2 separate regions of the Mus musculus genome follow, and region 1 is linked to region 2. Evidence: chromatin contacts called from public promoter capture Hi-C data. All regions are on one chromosome and are shown on one strand. Each heading gives the region's core, a stretch centred on a gene start, on an enhancer-like site or on the middle of the called end of the contact. The rest is flanking DNA. Distances are from core to core; before and after follow the strand shown. Region 1 holds the start of Fbxo9 (f-box protein 9). Region 2 has its middle 42 kb from the start of Klhl31.

Region 1 (4,114 bases), core at 1,208-3,707, 510 kb before region 2:
TTTAAAACCTAATTTTAAAGGGATCATTGGGAGAAGTGTTTTTCTTGAAAGACCTGAAATCTAGAGTCTCCTTTAAAAAACAAAGAAAACTACTGACATATTGGCATCCGTCGAATACCTACATCATAGGTAGTTAGTAGTGTACAAATGAAACCATCCATAGAGAAGGGCTGTTCTGAAATATAGGATTTGGGCAACATGTGCCTAAGGATGCAAGAGGCATATAAGCTATAGGGAGAATCAGCTGCTTTCTGATTGGCTCCGAGACCTGCTCCAACCTTGTCAAAAGTCCATGGCCCTATGGAGGAAAGAGGAGGTTACAGGCCCCACGTAGGGAGCCCTTGACTGTTGTTTTGCTAAATGCACATGTTGTTAAACTGCTTTCTGTCTTTTTATATGCAGAGATTAATGCTGTTTCCAACCTTCCTCGTGTGCTAGTTGGCCAGCCCACCTTAAACATTCAACCCTTTCAATGAAATTGACTAGTTCTAACACTGTGGAAACTTCATGTGAAAGCTGATGTTTAGCTGATGTTGTTTTGTGAGAGACGGTCTGGCTGGGTCTGGCTGTCAAGAGCACTTGCTGCTCTTGCAAGGGGCTCCAGTTTAGGTTTCCAGAATCCATGTGAAATGGCTCACAATCACCTCTAAGTCCAGTTGCAGGTGACCTGATACCTTCTGGCCTGTTTAGGAACCTTCACACTCATGGTGGCACATAAACTTACACAAGCGTACACACACAGAAGTAACAGTAAGCAAGTCTTTTAAAGAAAGGAATTAAAAGGCAGTTAAGAAATCTCGGGGAAGTCCCCGAAGAGCCACCATACGATTCCGAGGAAATAGAAGCCTCCTTCCAGGGTTCTTAGTCTCATTAATAAAATAATTTAAATTTGGACACAGACAGCACCTCAAGAACTAGGAAAACTAGGACTGGCGAGTTGTAAAACGGGAAACAGCCAGGAGGATGAGACTGAAGCAGAGAAACAGGCGTGGAACACGACCGGAAGGGGAACTTCGGAGGACAAGGAAGCTCAAAGCTTTAGTTAAGGAATGTAAAAGCATTCTTGGTCTCTAGCTAGAAAAAGTTTACCTGGTTCTGCCTGAATCTCATGGTGGCTTCTAGGGAATGACACCCTAGATTCTGGAAGAAAAATGACATTGTCTTAAATTGATTTCACCTTCCTAGGGGTAATCCCATGGGCCAAGTCCCTGACCTATATCCCACTAGATTAGTCTATAAGGGAGGAGCCAAGGACAGTCTCCACCTAGAGGTGGATTCCATTATTTACAAAATCTGCCGAGAATAGGTGACAGTGCTCAGCCCTAAATGGGACATATCTATATCCACTCCCCAGCCCCCAGCTCCGGGAACATTAAAGAAGATGGGGTGGAGAGAATGTAAGAGCCCGGGGACAGGAAAGAGTGTTCCGAGATGCTGTCTTTTGGATATGTCACGACAGGTGTATTCATCAGCCTACTGAAATTATGATAATTTCTACAAAATCAGGCCCAAAAGATAAGGCAATATTCCAGCATTAACTGGACTCAGTGGAATACAAACTAACTAAATAGACAACATACACAGGATTTGCAATTTCTTACTGTAATCAAGTTGCACCCCTCCCCTTTTACCTCCATGTCTTTGCCGAAGACGTACTTCATTTCTGAGCTCCAGAATAAAGTAGCACAATAAAATTTTAAGTTCTGTGAAGTCGGGTGAATGTAGCGTCCTGGCTGTTAGGTTCTAACACTTACAGAAACTCAATAAATGTTGTCTAAATGTCTGTCAGAGGCCAGGAAGCCCGTAAGTTTTGCTAGCATATGCCTGTAGGTGAAAAAGTTCTAAAATGTGCAATCCAAGTGCCTTCTATTGACGTGGAATCGGATGTTTGGACTGTAAGAAGTGGCACCGGGTTGGGGGTGGGTGGGTGTAAGTTCCGGCTCAACGTGGAACATTTGACTACAAATCCCAGCGTCCCTTGTAGTGTCCACTCCTTCAGGAGTCGGGTTTCAGGCCTTGAAAAGGGCCGTCCTTCCCCCGTTGTATTGTGGGATCTGTAGTTCGACGTGACTTGCGTTGGCTGTTACCACTCTCCGGCTGCACACATGAGCGTACGTTTTCTTCGGTTCAGAGTCTGTGGGGTTCAATGATTGTTGAGTTTTCGCTCTCTTTTCTCATTCTGACAGGGCACCCAGTGTCCAGGGCGCCTAAAGTACTGTCCCCTAATGTCCAATTAGGATCGACTCAGGGGGCTCTACTCCAAATTCAGGTTCAAACATTTTGAGCTAACGTCTGCTCCTTCCTGCCTGGGTGTTCTCAGCATCAAACAGGCGGGCTGAGTGAGGCGGGCCAGCTTAGCTCCACCGACGGCTGCACACAGTAGGCCCATCACCCTAGCTCGCGACGGGTGGCTGGTAGCCAAGCAGGCGGCGGCGACGGCGACGACGGCATTGCGCATGCGCGGCGCGGCGGCGCAGTTTCCGCAGCAGAGCAGGCAGCTCCGCCGCTGCGTCCAGACGTCTCCTGCTGGGCCGACGCTCAGCTCTTCGCTCGGTGCTCGGCCTCCGCTGGCGACCGGCGACCCCTCCGCAGCTCGAGTCCCCGGCCGCCGCAGCGCGCCTGCCTCCGGCCCCCTGTCCCGCGAAAATGGCTGCCGTACGCCGGGCCCGCAGTTATTGCCGCTGCCTGGTGCGCTTCTCCGACCGAGAACTCTGCTAAGCCGCGCTGCAGCAGACGGGCAGGAGTAGACACCGGGCAGCCGCCACCCCTCCGGGAGCCGGGCGCGGGAAGCCCCTCGACTGGGCCGGCCGCCGGCCAGCATGGTAACCGAGGAGGGAGGGCAGCAAGGGCCGGGTGGTGAGGGCAGGGTTTGACGGATAGCCGAGGAAAGGCCCGCTTCGGTCACTCCAGACTGTCCGAGCTGGGAGTCGGGTCTCAGGTGACCTGTCCTGGCTTCTGCACAAGGGAGGTGGCCCTGGCAAGCGGTGACACTTGTTGATCGCTTCTGTTCTGGCAGCCCGGCCCATAGATGATTTCGGGAGCTCCACGTTTGGGACGCACGCCCTCGAGGTGTCAGTGGCCCTGGTAGGATATTCGCAGGCAGTGCTGGCAAACTGGACTTGGAGGGATTCTTGCCAAGTTTCTTGATAGCGAGGGCCTAAGCCGCTTCTCTGCTGTGCGGACGGAGAGACTGCGCCAAGCTCCATGTGTGACAGCTCCGGTCTCACGGGACTGTTGCATGGAGTATGTAGGCTCTGCAGTGACTTAAGAAACTAGTTTCCGGCTAGGGCTGGATGATTTAAGAATGAAAGATACCAGACTGACTGGGAGAACACTCAAGTGGCTTTTTTTTTTTTTTTAACATGAATTGGCTGCAACGGTTTATTTTATGAAACTAGTCTGGTGCACAGAAAACACACTAATTGATTCTTCTTCTAAACTTTCAAAAGTAGTCCTCAAACCACGATTAAGCCCTTAACCTTCTTTATGTTCAGTTAATCTCATCTGCGAAGAAACTAACCCACTAAACTATACCATGATGCTTGAGTAATTTTCAACTATGAAAATACTGATGATTAACTAAGCTCCTGCTTATTTCAAGTGGGATTAAAATCGACTAAATGTAGTAAAATTCCAGTTCCTACTGTCAAAATCAAGGTTAACAATGGATTCTGTTCTGAGATAGGCATTCTGTATTCAACTAGTTATTTTTGAGCCTCCGACTAGCCTGGCATGGTGTGGGGTTTGGTGCAGTACCAGATCTTCAATATTAGCAAACCTATTAACTGTGATCTGTGATAAACTTTTAATCACATCTGAAAAGATGACCCAGAATTCAGAATCACTAATTCTCTTTACAGATCTCTCTCTCTCTCCCTCCCTCTCTCCCTCTCCTTAAATTAATGTTTTAAAGTGTGTGCTAGATTTATGTTAACTTGACACAGACTAGAGTCATCTGAGAGGAAGGCACGCCTCACCTGAGAAAGTGTCTCCGAAAGATCAGGCTGCAGTCAAGCCTGCAGGGCATTTTCTTAATTAGTGATTGATGGGGAGGGCCCAGCCCTTTGTGGGTGGTACCATCCCTTGGCAGGCCGGTCCTGGGATCTATGAGAAA
Region 2 (4,149 bases), core at 326-2,825:
TTCCTCCCTCCTTCCCTCCCTCCCTCCTCCTCCTCTTCCTCCTCCTCTTCCCCCCCCCCCCACCTATCCTATGCATTTCCTGATACGTTGGGCGTCCATTCTCTTTCTCTAATGCTACCTACCTCTCACATCCTACCTTGTAGCTGCTTTTTCATCATGTGTCTGATTTCCATGCCAGCTTACATTGAAATCCATGCTTGAGTTCTTTTACTAATAAGACTAAGATTCCCGAGGGGGAATCCTAACCCCTGTAATCCCATGGTCAGTTCAGACTTAACCTGCTTCTTCTCGCCATAACTTACAGCGCCCCTAGTGGGGAAAATGTCCTAGGAAATTGAAGCAGCCTGCCCTGCCCCCTAGTGGCGATAGCCTAGAAGAACATCTGTAAAGACTAGCTGGGAATTATCGCGAGTTTCTCAACCTACCCTGTCATTTTACCTTTAGTTTGGTATATATATTCACACACGCACACACACATGAGAAGCTGTGTGTTTGAGAAAAGGCTTGTTGCCATTCTAATGGGGTTAAATTTTCTAATAATGTTCCACATTCTACTTGACATGAGTTCTTTTCCTGTCCTAGATTTCCCACCCCTGGTGCTAGCACACCTGGGCAAAATGGGGCTCTGTAGTTTCCAACACTGTAGTCTCTCGGAGCAAATGCTCAAATAAAATTCTATAGTAATGATCTAACAGCAAAGTAGCCTGCTATGGTCCCCGAGTTTAATCAGGCTTACTTATAGAAAGTTCTTTTAGCGTCTGCGTTTCACTGATACTGATTGGAATGGTGGTGACATTTGCATCTTATACAATTATTTCGTGATTGGCTCCTCCATACTGCCGACACACTGGAATGCTGTTGCCAGGAAAGACTGTCAAACTCAAAGATTACCCATCCCGGCAGCTTTTTGGAATTTACCTCCTGTCACCTGTAATCTGCTGATAAGACAAAGAGACATTCTGATGTCTTTTTTTTTTTTTAATTTTAGTTTTATTTTAAATTTATTTTTTACACTCCATATTCCATTCCCCGGCCCCCATCCACCCACCCACCCACCCTCCGACTGATGTCTTTTTAAATATATGGGGGGGGGGCAGGGGACTGGAAAGCAAAGAGCACCGCATCCACAGAGAGGTAGAGTGGTCCTATTGCCTGGTAACAGTGCTGTTCTTTGGTGACGACATTTTTCTTTGTGTTTGTTTTGCAAGTTGCAACTGTCTTCAAACTGCAGTCACATTTTGAGACCCAATAATATGGTTGGCAGCGTAATTTGTAGTTACAGGGTCTTTTACAAAATGATGATATTTAAGATTATCACGCAATTAGGGCAAAGGAAAATAGTGCTCATTCTCCGAGCTGAGGATGGGCTGCGAGTCTGGGTTCTAATTAACCCAGCAGTTGATTCACTGTTGTTTCTGTAGCTTGGGAAAGTGATCATGACAGTCTATATTCCCAAGCTGGCCTGATAAAATGTATGCCTGTTTACTGGATTCTGTTTGCCTCGCACACAGCTGGGAGAGAACATGTTTTTCTCCCCCAATAAATGTGTACAGCACCGCCCCTGGAATTATGCAAGTTTCCGCAGATAAAAGCAACCAGCCAGGCATTTTGAACAAGCACAGAACAAGTACAAATAGCAGTGAGGCTTAAGAGAGAAAGCGCTATTTCCAGTGCTAGGTAACAATAGACGCATTAAGAGCCCTGGCGAGCTAGAAGCAGGATAGGCGGGACGAGAGACCTCTTGCTCCACATTGTGCCTTCTGTTTGTGGAGTTAAGGCTTTAACTCCAATGCTAATATGGAAAAGAAGTCTGCTTGGGAACTGCAGGTTTCTGCCTTGTTCCAGGCAACCAGAGATTAAAAAGAGTTGTGAATTCCCTTCCTGGTATAGCTGTGGAGCTGCAGAGCCCTATGAAAAGAACCAAAAGGGGTTTGTTAACTGAGAGAGGCAGAGATAGAGAGACAGAGAAAGACAGAGAGTGACAGAGAGACTGAGACAGAGGGACAGAGACAGGGACAAAGAGAGACAGACAGGGAAAGGGAGAGAGACAGAGACAGTCAGAAAGTGGGGAGAGTGAGAGGCAGGGAGAGAGGGAAAGAGGAGGGGGGAGAATGCATAGCATTTGAAACCTCAAAACCCACCCTCCGTGATATACTTCCTCCAGCAAGTTCATAGCTCTTAAACCTACTCCAGTGTCACAAACTGGGGACCAAGTATTCAGAAGCTTGAAACTATGGAGACATCTTATTAAGCCACCACAGTCTGGTAATTGCTATTTAGTGCTTCATGTAGGGTTGGGTTCTCTTGGGCTCTTCTTGTCCATGATGAAATACAGATGAATGGATAGTGTTACACAGACACACACACACACAGACACACACACACACAGACACACACACACACACCATGCACCATGGATAAACAGATTTGATCTTACTTATACCATTTAGCACTTTTTAACTTTCTGAATCTGTTAAGTCAAGCTTTTAAAAAACTTGTAAAGCAAGTCGGGTGTGGTGGCATACGCCTTTAATCCCAGCACTCGGGAGGCAGAGGCAGGCAGATTTCTGAGTTCGAGGCCAGCCTGGTCTACAAAGTGAGTTCCAGGATAGCCAGGGCTTAGTCATATTATATTCAAATATCGACATCCCCTTATATTATCTGTCTGGGGCATCTCTCAGGCATCCTTTCCATCTTGGTCCCTGAATAATCTTTTAGTTAGCTAATACTCACTTTGTTCTTCCTTATATACCTGTTGAGTGTCCACAAATGCGTATTTCATTTATCAGCATTGTATTGGGCTATTTTCTGCAGTTCTGTTTTTCCTAATTTTTATTGTTTTATGTGCTTAGTCATTTTAGACTATTCAGTAGATACCTGACTGACCTGAAATTCCCAGACATTCATACATTCTGCCATGCTAGTGTGTGTGTGTGTGTGTGTGTGTGTGTGTGTGTGTGTGTGTGTGTGTGTGTGTTTTGAATGTTGCAGAGACTTGGATTATAGACCAGTGTCTAAGCCTCTGCCTGTGAGGCTCCTGTGAGCCCTGGATTAGGTTTGTGCTCCTTTAGAAAAGATTAACATTTGCTTCTGCCAAACAGCCCAAGGGTAAGAGTTCATTAATCCATTAATATGTCAGTTATTCAGACTAAGAGTTTTGAGTTCTGGGAGATAAACCGACATCCATGCCCAGGAAAGTCGTGATTGTGGATTATGGTGGAAGATGTTTTCCTCCAGTGGAAGCCAAAATGAGCTAAGCCAAGTGCCTGCTTCATCCCTCTCAGTAGATGATTCTTCAAGTATCTCTTGACCACAGAAAACAGCGTTATTCAAGAGTCCCCTGCAGGAATATTTCTTATAGCACTTGCATATTAAACTTAAAGGAGTGTTTGGCATAACTTATTCACCATTTCTAGTCATTCTATAATGTGAAACATATTCTATATTGTTAGAAATGGATGTTCTATGTGTGGCTTTAAGACAAAAATCTTAAAATAATTTTTTTTACCTAGGTTAGAGAATTTGGTTACGTGGTACAGTGATCATATTAGCTAATTAACAAACTAAAGAGAATTTGTCCTGGCTAACGTACTACTAACTCACAGATCTTGGTGGAAAGGGACCAATGCCACTAAGCGATGAGATCATCAAGCAGAAAATGGTACAAACTGAAGACACCTTGGAGATTCATTCATTCATTCATTCATTCATTCATTCATTTGTCAAGTATCCGATATATGCTTATAGCATGGACAGTGCTGGGATTCAGTTCCTTGTCATAGATCTCAATTTGAGCAGCAGACAAGGAACTGCGAATATTTAAATAACAAAGACGCAGAACCTGACAAAAGTGCAGAGAAATGTAACTTTGTGGGCAGGAGGGCCAGAGCGGGGAAACAGGGGAGGGAGAATCTTCTTTATGAGGACATAAGAATCAAAAGGTGTCCTAAACAACTAGAAAGAGCCCGTCAAGAAAAGCCACTTGAGGTGGGGAGGAGGGGCTCCCAGGTAGGAAAGAGGCAGTCCGGAGAAGAGCAGGCTGGAGGTTCACTCAGGGAGACTGTCTGCAGTGTAAGCTGGGAGAGTGGCAGAGAACCTGAATTATAGGCCGGAGCAGGCAGAGGGTCTGAAAAGCCAGAAACTGACATT

What was found. Promoter capture Hi-C pulls out the DNA fragments that hold promoters and counts their contacts.
Region 1: a contact with region 2 is called in a promoter capture Hi-C map of hippocampal neurons, with 2.2 times the contacts expected there. The contact joins the promoter of Fbxo9 here to the enhancer-like site in region 2. A contact is called at or near these places in 5 of 39 promoter capture datasets (the C10 cell line, embryonic stem cells, frontonasal cranial neural crest and 2 more), 1 of 484 Hi-C or Micro-C datasets (B cells), 3 of 115 datasets of contacts at active chromatin or transcription factors (astrocytes, embryonic stem cells and extraembryonic endoderm stem cells) and 1 of 9 other capture datasets (liver).

What each region holds. Positions count from the first base shown.
Region 1 is chr9:78,106,999-78,111,112 of GRCm38.p6, reverse strand. Fbxo9 (f-box protein 9) reads left to right here and starts at 2,457. Exons shown (of 13, transcript NM_023605.2): 1 at 2,457-2,822. The coding sequence starts at 2,820. It also overlaps a transcript of Cilk1 not described here.
Region 2 is chr9:77,592,742-77,596,890 of GRCm38.p6, reverse strand. No RefSeq gene overlaps it. Among named protein-coding and RNA genes, the nearest start is that of Klhl31, 42 kb to the left of the region's middle. Within about 2 kb of position 1,575, at least 21 of the 459 cell types and tissues checked have an H3K27ac peak or open chromatin away from gene starts, as enhancers often do. A contact at or near this core is called in hippocampal neurons, where this site is marked.